Linked DNA regions of Ovis aries: region 1 is linked to region 2. A link is a contact called in public Hi-C data. All regions are on one chromosome and are shown on one strand. The core of a region is the stretch at or near the end of the contact, and the rest is flanking DNA. Distances in the headings are between cores, read along the strand shown.

Region 1 (5,042 bases), core at 247-2,746, 130 kb before region 2:
TTTTCAAAATATCATATTAAAATATTATTTATCTTGATGGCCAGTTTGTTGGTAGCCCTTCAATTTTGCCTCTTTTGTCAGGCATCTTATGAATCTCTAACTCTTGCTCGCCTTCCAAATGCATTTGTAGATCAAGCCCATCACATGGCCCCTGAAGGGGGAAACATGCTTAATAAGAATAGAATGGTGGTAGTAAGAAGCCAGGAGGAAAAAGTTCTGATGATCAAAGAAGTTAACAGCGATGAGATATCCCACCTGTGCTTTGTCAAACTGACAATTTTTAAAATATGCCTCCAGCTGGTGGGAGTGGCCCTGGAAGGCAAAACTTTTACATCCTGACTTTTTCCAAGGGAACTCTTCTGTCTCTGATTGTATGCTAGCTCTCTCTACCCTGCTGCTCCATCTAACTTGGAGGGCTGCGAGGAATTACTGGTAAGCTCGAGAAAGAGCAGTAGCTGCAGGCCCTCGGAGAGGATCTGCCCGGGACTTTTCTGATCATTTTTGCAACCTGTGTGCGGCACTTGGTACCCTGTCGTTCCAGGGGTCTGTCTCCTTCTGCGCCTTTAAGCCTTTGTAAGCCTCTAAGCCACAGACAATAACTTTCCTTTTTTTTTTTTTTTTTCCCACTGAGAAAAAGTGATCGAGAGGTGGGTTTTAAACTTGGGCTAACCAGAGTCGAAAGATAAACACAGCTTACCACGATTCCTACAAACTCCCTGACTTGACTTGGCACGCGGGCGAGGGCCGAGGTTTTCTTTTTCCGTTTGCAAAACACCCTCCCCCCCACCCCCCGCCCCCCGGCTCGCAGGTTGCGGAGACGACCTCTTTCCAGGGCTGTCCTCCTGCAGTTCCAGGCAGGGCCGCGCCCCGGACCTCCGCGCTCTCCGCCCCGCCCTCCCAGGTTCGCGTCCCCAAGCGCCAGGCCGTCCCTCGCCCGGCCGCCTTCCCCGTCCCCGGCTCCCCGCGGAGGAAATTCTTCCCCAGCAGCCCAGGGCCCGCCTCACGTGATCAGCTGCTGCCGCGGCTTCCAGCAAGAGTTTAAAGGTTACGGAGGAAATTAACACGGACACAGCCCACAACCCCCAGTCCCCGCCGGAGGACGCGCCCCGTTTTCGCGCAGCTGGGACGGCCGCTGTCAGCGCGCTGATCAGAACCCTGTCCCCCGCAAAGGGCACAGGCTAGGTCTAGAGTAAATATGAAGTCACTTTGTAAAATATAAACAAACACACGAACCGAGCCGGGGTGTTACTAAGCTTTCGCTTGCCAACAAGTTCTAGCAGCCCGAGTTTGGGACAGACCCCCAAAAGGGAGAGTGCCCCCAAAGAAAGGGAAGAGAGAGTAGTGTTTTAGAACTCACACAGAGCCTTGCACGCCCCTCCCTTCCCCCCTTCCCCCACCACCGCGGAGCGGAGCGTCTCCGGACAGAGTGACAGACAGACCGACCAATACTCCGCAGGCTGCCCCGGCCAGCCACGGCCAGAGTAGGGGTGGGGCCGCGGGAGGGTCTCGAGTCCTCTGCAGCAGCGCGACCCCTGCCACCTCTCCACCCCCGGCTGTAAAAGACAGTGCTGGCCGCAGAGCCTGGAAAGATGCGTGGCCCTCTAGTCTCCTGCGGGAGACCACAGACCAGGTATCCACAGCCAGCGGGCTCGCATCCCCCTGCCCCCAAGGCCGCCACTCCCCCGGGTCCCGCGCGGGGTCCCAGTCCCGCTCCCCCGCCGGCCGCCGCGACCCCGAAAGCCTCGCCAGTTCTCGACAGTCCTCTGCTGGGCTCACTTTTCCCGTATTGCTCCCCCAACCGGCAAAACTTTCTATTTCCCCAAACACCAGGGCGCGCGCGCGCGCGCGTGCACACACACACACTCACACACACACACATACACACTGACGTCTTTTGCGCATTTCCTGCATTAGAGGGAGGGAGACTCGCTCGCACACCGACGGAGGGAGAAGAGACCGAGGGGGAGAGCGGGCGGGCAGCGAACGAGCGGCAGCTGAAAGCCGGGACGCGGGGAGCGCGGCGGGCGGGCGCCGGCGCCCGGGAGGTGGGGCCGCGCCGAGTCGCAGTCCCGGCCCCGCCGCGCTGCGCACCGCCCGGTGCCGGCCTGCGCCCCAGCCGGAGCCGCGGCCACCCCGACTCTCGAGCCCGCGCGGATGTGAGATTCCCGAATCCTGGCGCCTCCCGATCGCCGACTGCGGCGCGGCGCGGCTTCGCCCAGGAGGAGGCGGCCGGGCTGGCCGTGTGGCTTGTGGATTTTTTTTTTTTTTTAAATTTGGCTCCGAGGAGGACCATTTCCTCTGGACATGCATCCCTCCGGGTAGACTGCACATCCCTGGGTCCATCCCCCGCCCCGCGCGGTCAGAGGCAGGCGCTGGGTGTGCGAAGAGGATCCGGGTGGAAATCTGCGCCCCCGTTCTGGTCCCCGCCCCGTCTCACCGCCCCCTCCCCCTCCTGGAGTCGAAATTTCCCGGGGATTATGTTTCGGAAAGGTAGGTAAGCGCCCGGCGCGGCGCCCACTTCCCCGCAGCCCCGACCCCGAGAGCCAGCGAGGCGACGAGACAGCCCCCGCGGCTTTTGCAGCGGAGCCGACAGCTCGTCTCCTCTTCTGGAGGTGCTGCTGGTGGTGGTGGGGGGGGAGAGACTTCTCCAAACACGGACGTCCCCCAGCTCTCCCCCCTCCCTGTTTTCCGTTAGGAACCCGGCGAGGAAATACATGCACTGGCTGAGAATCGCCCGCGCCAGGGCGCAACGCTACAAGGTGTAGGGAGAGTGTGGGGTGGGGCGAGAGGGGACCCAAGAGTCCCGTGCTCGGAGCGCCGCGGCGTCGGTTCTTCGTTCCTGCCCTCTGGGCGGACGGAGTGACCCCGGCCCCCACTCCCCGCCCCGACCATGGTAGTGTTCAATGGCCTTCTTAAGATCAAAATCTGCGAGGCCGTGAGCTTGAAGCCCACAGCCTGGTCGCTGCGCCATGCGGTGGGACCCCGGCCGCAGACTTTCCTTCTCGACCCCTACATCGCCCTCAACGTGGACGACTCGCGCATCGGCCAAACGGCCACCAAGCAGAAGACCAACAGCCCGGCCTGGCACGATGAGTTCGTCACTGATGTGTGCAACGGGCGCAAGATCGAGTTGGCTGTCTTCCACGATGCCCCCATCGGCTACGATGACTTCGTGGCCAACTGCACCATCCAGTTTGAGGAGCTGCTGCAGAACGGGAGCCGTCACTTCGAGGACTGGGTGAGTTGGGCGCCTCCTGGTCCAGCAACTAGGCTTTCGGGTTCCAGGGGCAGAACTCACGACCTTGGCTTTGGTCGTGGGGCTCAGGGATTTAGTGCCATTTGGCGGCTGTGTGTGTGTCTCAATTACCTTGGGGAAGCACATTCCACTTAGTAGTTGGGGAGAAGTAGCCACTGGGGCATGGAAGATGAGTCTTGGGAAGAGGGTAAGGTCCTCTGCCCTATCCAGACAGCCGGCGCTACAGGGACCTCGAAAGCTGGGAACCCCAAACTGCCGGTGCTGAAGGTTGGCGGAGAAGCCGGCTCCTTCCGCCAGGCGCGTGGTGGGCTGGTTGTGTGTGGGTGGGTTCCTCGGTCCTTGGAGAGGCACGTGGAACCCTACACTGAAGGCTTCTTGCACGTCCTGGCTTTGTCCTGAGTAGCCGAGTGAGGAGCTGTTTTATTTTTCCCTCCGGGATGAAGCTGGCTCATTTCTATTCTGTTGTCTGGCAGTTAGCTCATCTTCTGACATGCGGGGAGAAAAATTTCTTCACCTCTAGTCCCCTCCAGGGTCCCAGAAACATGGGCCGAGCTAGTTTTGCCCAATGCATTGTCCATCCATCCGGAACTAGCGCTGTATTCTACAAACGGTTCTGCTTGTGATTAATTGGCAGTCAGTGCTTTGAATCCGACTTAAAGTTACATGTTTCCCTGTTTTGATTTTCAAGACACTGTGCAATGAGATACTATTTTTGAGACCAAGTTAATTGATTACACTGTCAAAATATTAGGGACTTGGTAATAGGCCTTCTGCACACACTCTAAACCAAATGCATTCAGCCTTGGCACTCAGAGACGCAGGGAGAAGCAACCTTGTTTTAGAGGGAAGGTGTTAAATTAGGAAATGGTTTTCTTTATTTTTATATTTGTTACATGTTTCCAGGGAGAGCAGATGTGACTCTGGGTGTATATGGTTTTAGGGTTCTTTGGTCTACACAGAGAATACCTGATCCTCCTGGAGAGATGTTTAATTATTGAAAACAAATAACTTCATGATGTCCTATGGTCGAAGGTTGCACATGAATCACCTTGGCATATCACCTTACATATAAATGCGTACATACATACATACATATATATATACCTACCCACACATATGTATATATACACACACTTTTTTTAAGAAGATGGAATTTTAGGGGAAAATAGGAAAAAGCTTTTCGTCTTCCCTTGATGCTCCTGGCTGTGATGTAGTCTGCCCGAAACCATGGTTACAGGGCTTACAAGGAAGCTCCAACAAACCACACCAAGTACAACCGTGGGAGATTTGTGGCTTATACTTTGGGAAGCAGGCAAACCTTTATGGAATCCCAAAGAACACAGTGTCATTCCTTTCCATTCCAGTTCACCAATGGCCCTGGCCACTGCTCCCCTCCCACCACCGGAGTTCCCACTCATTTCCCATTTCCTGTCCACCGGCCTTCAGTCCTTTCACTCATGAAAGTGGTGCATCTCAGAGGGGGAGCTGAAGGGATAACTAATTTCAAAGCCAGATCTTAACAGCAAAACCTGTGGTTTTCAAGTTGTTGTTTTAGGACAGGAAGGGGAAGAAAAAAATATGATTATGGTAGTGAGGAAATGAGGCTTTTTGCTGTGTATTCGATGAAGTTGGACAGTGAGGCAGAGAGCAGGTAGGGTGAACAGCTATCTGCTTTTCTTCACAAAACAGATGCTAGTTGAAGGGAAAGGTGTCTGAGTGTCTCTGATGATGCTTTGCCGGGACCCACCCAAATCCTGGGTACACTGGCACATGATCCTCACTTTGG
Region 2 (5,072 bases), core at 1,647-4,146:
AGTCATTAAGGAATTATTGAGCTGATTAATGTGGGTGGAAAATATTTAAGTTTGGTCATTGTTTGGCCTGGCCAGTTTGGCTGCATTAGGAATTGACGTCGAAACCACTATACTGCTCTCTCTAGGCAGTCCTCTTAGTTCTGGAGTACTATAGGACTGGATCAGGCCACCCCTAAATTCAGGGATGAGGAGGGGCCACTGCAGTGTTTAGGGGGGGCTTGGTGAATAGGGAGCATGGGAATGGGAGAGGATGGTCATTTCAGATTTTCCCAGGCTGACATCCTGTCTTGTCCTGTATTGGCCAAGATGGAGATGACCTAGGAGATCTGAAGTGAAAGGGAAAACAAAGGGAAGGACTCAGGAGGAAGGCCAAGCAAAAGGAACAAGTGGGATCTGTTTATATAGGGCTTGCATTAAGCAGATCCTTTTCCTGGCAGATGCTGCTGTCCACAATGGGCTGGGGAAGAGCCCCGCAGACAGCAAATGAGAGGTTGTTCTCCCCGGTGCTGCCGCCTCCCTGCCCAGCGAGCAGGCAGAGATGGGGAACCTGCCGGCCCCAGGCTGACCTCTCCCTGCAGCTGCCAGCTCCTCTGAGACACAGGCACGATGCTGCTGTGTGTGCTCTGCCGCCCAGGTTTCTCCTCCTTGTGCGAGCTGCCCTTTGTGACATGGACTGAATCCTGGCCATCTTCCTCTTCCTCCTCCTTTGTCTTTTCTCAGAACTTTTGTTCCGGTTTTGCACTTGCCTGAGACACAAAGGAAGTGGGGTGGTCCTATTGGGGTGATTCTGGAAATGGGTGTGTGGGGGGAGCTGCCCACCACCAGGAACAGGCAGGCTGTGTCCCTTCCTCTCTGGATGCCCCCAGCCTACTTCTGCCCTTGCTGGAAACCTTCCTACGAGTCTCAGATCTTACACAGGCTGCTGGGGGTGGAGAGGAAGAGAGTGGCGCTGGAACCACATGTATAAAATTCCAGCTGCCTGACTGGGATGCTCGGTCATTGCCTTGAGGGGCCAACCACTGCTCCCTCATCTCTGAAAGCGTGCTGTAAAAGGCCAGAGAGGGCAGGAAGGGAGGGCAATCCCTCCTTGTCTCATTTCATTCTCCCAACTGTTCTTGGAAATGTGTTTCCATTTGACAGAGGAGGAAACTGAGGCCCAGAGAGACTGAGTGACTTCTTCAACCAGGTAAAGCAGTAGAGTCAGAATTAGCTCCCAGACATGCTGGTGCCTAAGTTAGAGCTTTTCTTAAAGCTGGAGTGCAAAAGAAAAGCCAGGGCAGTAAAAGTAACTGAAGGAGAAAGGGAAACAAAGAGACTTATGGGAAAGAGAAAAGGGAGCTGGTGGAACCGGGAGCCTGTTAGGACTCTTAACTTAGTGAGTGATGTTCCCCTGTCTGCCTCCAAGGGTCACAGTAAGGAGGAAATGCAGTAGACTCATCTCCCAGTAAATGCAGATTTTGTTCACTTGCCCAATTGTTTCTTGACCATTTCCACTTATCGGTTTTTTAAAAACGCTTATTGACTATCTTCTGGTCACCTGGCCTAGCCCTGGGCCATCTGGGACACTTGCGATAGAGGAGAGACAGGCTGTTCCTTCAAGGAGCTTGCAGCCTGTGCTGGACCAACATGCCCCAAAGCGCTAAGTGATGGAGCCAAAGGTTGTTGATAAGGAAACGTGATTTGAGCATCTGCTGTGTGGTCAGCTCCATTCAGGCCCAAGCTGTGGGTTTTGAGGAACAGACTCTGAATGGGAAAGGCCACCAGGGAGGGTGTCTCAGGGGCAGGAGCTTGAGCTGGAGAATGGGCTTTCTCCTGTCCTCACAGGGAAAGGCACTGGAGAAATGTAAAGTGGGCAGTGCTGGGGCCACACCAAGATGGCCCTCTGCACCTGTGACAGCCTGCTGGGTGCCCTATTTGTTGGGTGTTGAGAATCAAGCTTGTTTCAATTTGGGTGGTGATGGCAGGTGGCTGATATGATGTCTGGGCTGAATACCAAGGCTTTCTAGAAACACGGAGCTTTGTCATTCCTGGGAAGGCAAAAGCCCTGCCCAGTGGTCTCCCCTGGCTCTTCTGTCTCAGGCTTCCTTGGGTATTGGTTGCCTGGCCCCTGGAAGGGGTTTCCTTTCCAGGCTATCAAAGTCCAAGAAACTACCTTAGCTCCTGTGACCCACAGCCCTCCAGTGCTGCCCACTGGTGGATGAACCAGGCAGAGAGGCTGTGTCACTGTCCCCAGGATGCTCCCAGGAAAAGGGTTGCAGGAGCATGGGGTGAGGTGGGAGTGGTGGGCAAGGGAGACCCAGATCTAGGTTTGCTCCTAGGCAGCTGTGTGGCTTGGCTGAAGATGACAACGATGAAAGTAGCAATAGTCACTACTCCTGTGCCCAGACTGTGTAGTACATCACAGACACGACTCAGTTGATCTTCCTAGTGGCTGTGGGAAGGGGGTGCTGTCATCACCCTCCTCCTCCAAATGAGGAAATGGAAGCTCATGGAACTCATAGGCACTGGGAGGCAGAGTTGGCCATGACTCCAGAGGTGCTGCCCTAATGATTAGGGCACACCACCTCCTTATCTGTTAGCCCAGGCCTCTCTTTTTTCTCAAGGTAAGAATTTGAATGAGCTCATTGCTTGGGCTCCTCTGGGCACCATAATTCTAGAATTTTTAGGGAAGGATGTCCTCAAGTAGGCAAAGGCAAATGGCCTTAGGAGTGATGGTGCTTCTGAAATGATGAGAAGACCCAAGTTGCTGAGCCCCTTTTTGCTCCATAGCAGTTCTTTCTCCCCTCATTGCCCTGAGCACTCCTGCCCTGCTGGGAGCACTCCCTGACCCAGAGCCACCCATCTGTAGAGAAAGTGCACTGGGGCGGAAGTACAGTGAGGCACTCCCCCCGCACCTTTCAGGCTGGTCCTTAGTACCATCCCCTCTGGGAGTGCTCCTCACCAGTCAGAGCTGTCTGCTGCTGTCAGCTGCAGCTGCTGCTGACTGCCACATCAGGTTAGAAATAGAAACTCCCTGCTGGGCCCCCAGCCCTCCCCTCCTGCTGCTGCTGCTCATCTGGGGGCCCCCTGTGCTGTCTCAGTTGGTGAGACCTCTCTCAGAGGAGCAGGGAACTGGAAAAAGTCAGGGTTGTGTCAGCCTTGGAGCTCCAGGGCCAGCCCTGCTGGTCCAGGCCTGTGACTGACTCACCACCTCCAGGCCTCCCCTCTCTCAGCAGCTGCTTCTCAACCTTTTGGAAGGTGATTTGATGCTGGCCTGGCAGGGTGGCTCACCCTGCCACCGGCGGCTTCCAGCCTTGTGCTTGTGAAGGGCCTTTCTGAATACGTGTTGAACTTGAGTTATGAACACAGAACTGGGCAGGATCCCAGCAGGGCTACCAAGGCAACCTCAGATTTAGAGGCTGAGTGCTGCGTTTTCTCTTTTCACTGAATCCCTTTCCTTCCCATCTCTCCTGTGTTTTTTTCCAAGATATCCAAGCACGCGGTATTCTGCCTTGGAAACAGTCGATGTTAGGAGTCAGGTGTGTGTTCTTGTGTGACCCTCCAGAGCAGGGCAAAGGGAAGAGTGGTGTTCTATCCCAGAATTGTTCTGGAGCCACAGGTCTTGGGAGACAGACAGGCCTTGGCGTCTGGGACCATCTTCTCTCCATCTTTGCCTGCTGACAGATGATCCAACCTGAAAGGTCTGGTTACCCTGACTTTGACCCATTCCTGGAGGGCCAAGCCAGTACACTCTTCCCCATGTGCCTCTGAGCAGCAGCCTTGCTCCTCCCATTCTGAAGGCTGTCCCTGAGTCCAGGGTATCATGCTGAACTGAGGAAGCACAGCGACATGGTCCCAGCAGGGTGTGGTGAAGGAAGTTGTTTTTATTCATGGTAAACAGGATAGTAAAATAACAATAGCAGTGTAGATGCTTCTCAGTTATTTACCAGTGGATTCTTCTGCATTCTGGACATCCACACCTTTCTCTTCCCAAGGTGGGATTGGTCCCTAAGGGGTATTAGCAGTAAAGAAGGAACTAAGCTTTATTAAGACTGTACTATGTGCCAGACATTGTGACAGGCATCTAAACCACATCTGTTCTTGTCATTGTCCCTTAAGCCTCATATGTCCCTGGTTTATCCCGTTTGCTCTGTTTGCTCGGGAGGAACTAAGTCTTGTGGACTTTAAATAATTTGCTTATGGTCACATGGTTAAAAAGCATCCTAGCTGGTTTCCTGACTTGCTTCAGAGATTTTATCTGCCTACCCTGTGAGTGTGTATGTGTGTGTGTGTGTGAGGGCAGACACATGGAAGGATAGACTCCTTGAGGAACCCCCTCCCCACCCATCCTCAGCCTCATGCTTCATGGAGTACATTTGAGGCTCCTGAAATCCTTCTACCAGCAAGAATTTGCTCTTCCCACCGTGAGGTTCCAGGGGCATTTTAAATTGAAGTAGCCCTATGAGTCTGAGTGAACTCTGGGAGTTGGTGATGGACAGGGAGGCCTGGCATGCTGTGATCCATGGGGTCGCAAAGAGTCGGACACGACTGAGCGACTGAACCGAACTGAACTGAAACATTTCCAGATAGTTATTGTTTTCTACTTATTTTTATACTTCCCTGGAATATGGAAAGGGGATGCTGAGACTCTTTCAGAATGGAAAATTCAAGGTCAAAGAAGGAAAAAAATCCAGGATCTGACCCCTCTTTTGCATTTCCACCCCCTGTTCTGAGCCCCCGCCATCTCCTGCCAAGGTCATCGATCCGAGTGGCCTCTTCACTGATATCTCTGCATCTACCCTTGCTGTTCCAGCCCACATGGTCTTCACATTATGTTATTCCTCTGCTTGGAATTCCAGGATGGGTCTTCATCATGGGTGAAAACCCCAGTCCTTCTAACAGCCTGTGAGTCTCTGCATGTTCTGTAGATAGCTTACCCCTACCCCTCTGGTTTCATTTTATACTTTTCTCTCCCGACTCATTCTACTGGCCTTTGTGCTGGTCCTAGAACAGACCTTTCCTGTTTGCACTGGCCATCACTATGCCTGGATCATTTCTGTTATCAGAACCTCTCCTTTCAATTCTTGGCTCCA

Evidence for each region. A called contact is a pair of places that touch in the nucleus more often than the background predicts.
Region 1: a contact with region 2 is called in a Hi-C map of skin fibroblasts, with 4 times the contacts expected there. The contact joins the promoter of PRKCE here to the enhancer-like site in region 2. A contact is called at or near these places in 14 of 16 Hi-C or Micro-C datasets (blood, hypothalamus, liver and 7 more).

Annotation. Positions count from the first base shown.
Region 1 is chr3:78,692,352-78,697,393 of ARS-UI_Ramb_v3.0, reverse strand. PRKCE (protein kinase C epsilon) reads left to right here and starts at 1,496. Exons shown (of 17, transcript XM_060412211.1): 1 at 1,496-1,630; 2 at 2,696-3,238. The coding sequence starts at 2,891.
Region 2 is chr3:78,568,430-78,573,501 of ARS-UI_Ramb_v3.0, reverse strand. The region is part of intron 2 of PRKCE (protein kinase C epsilon); the gene reads left to right. Among named protein-coding and RNA genes, the nearest start is that of PRKCE, 120 kb to the left of the region's middle. Within about 2 kb of position 2,896, at least 6 of the 54 cell types and tissues checked have an H3K27ac peak or open chromatin away from gene starts, as enhancers often do.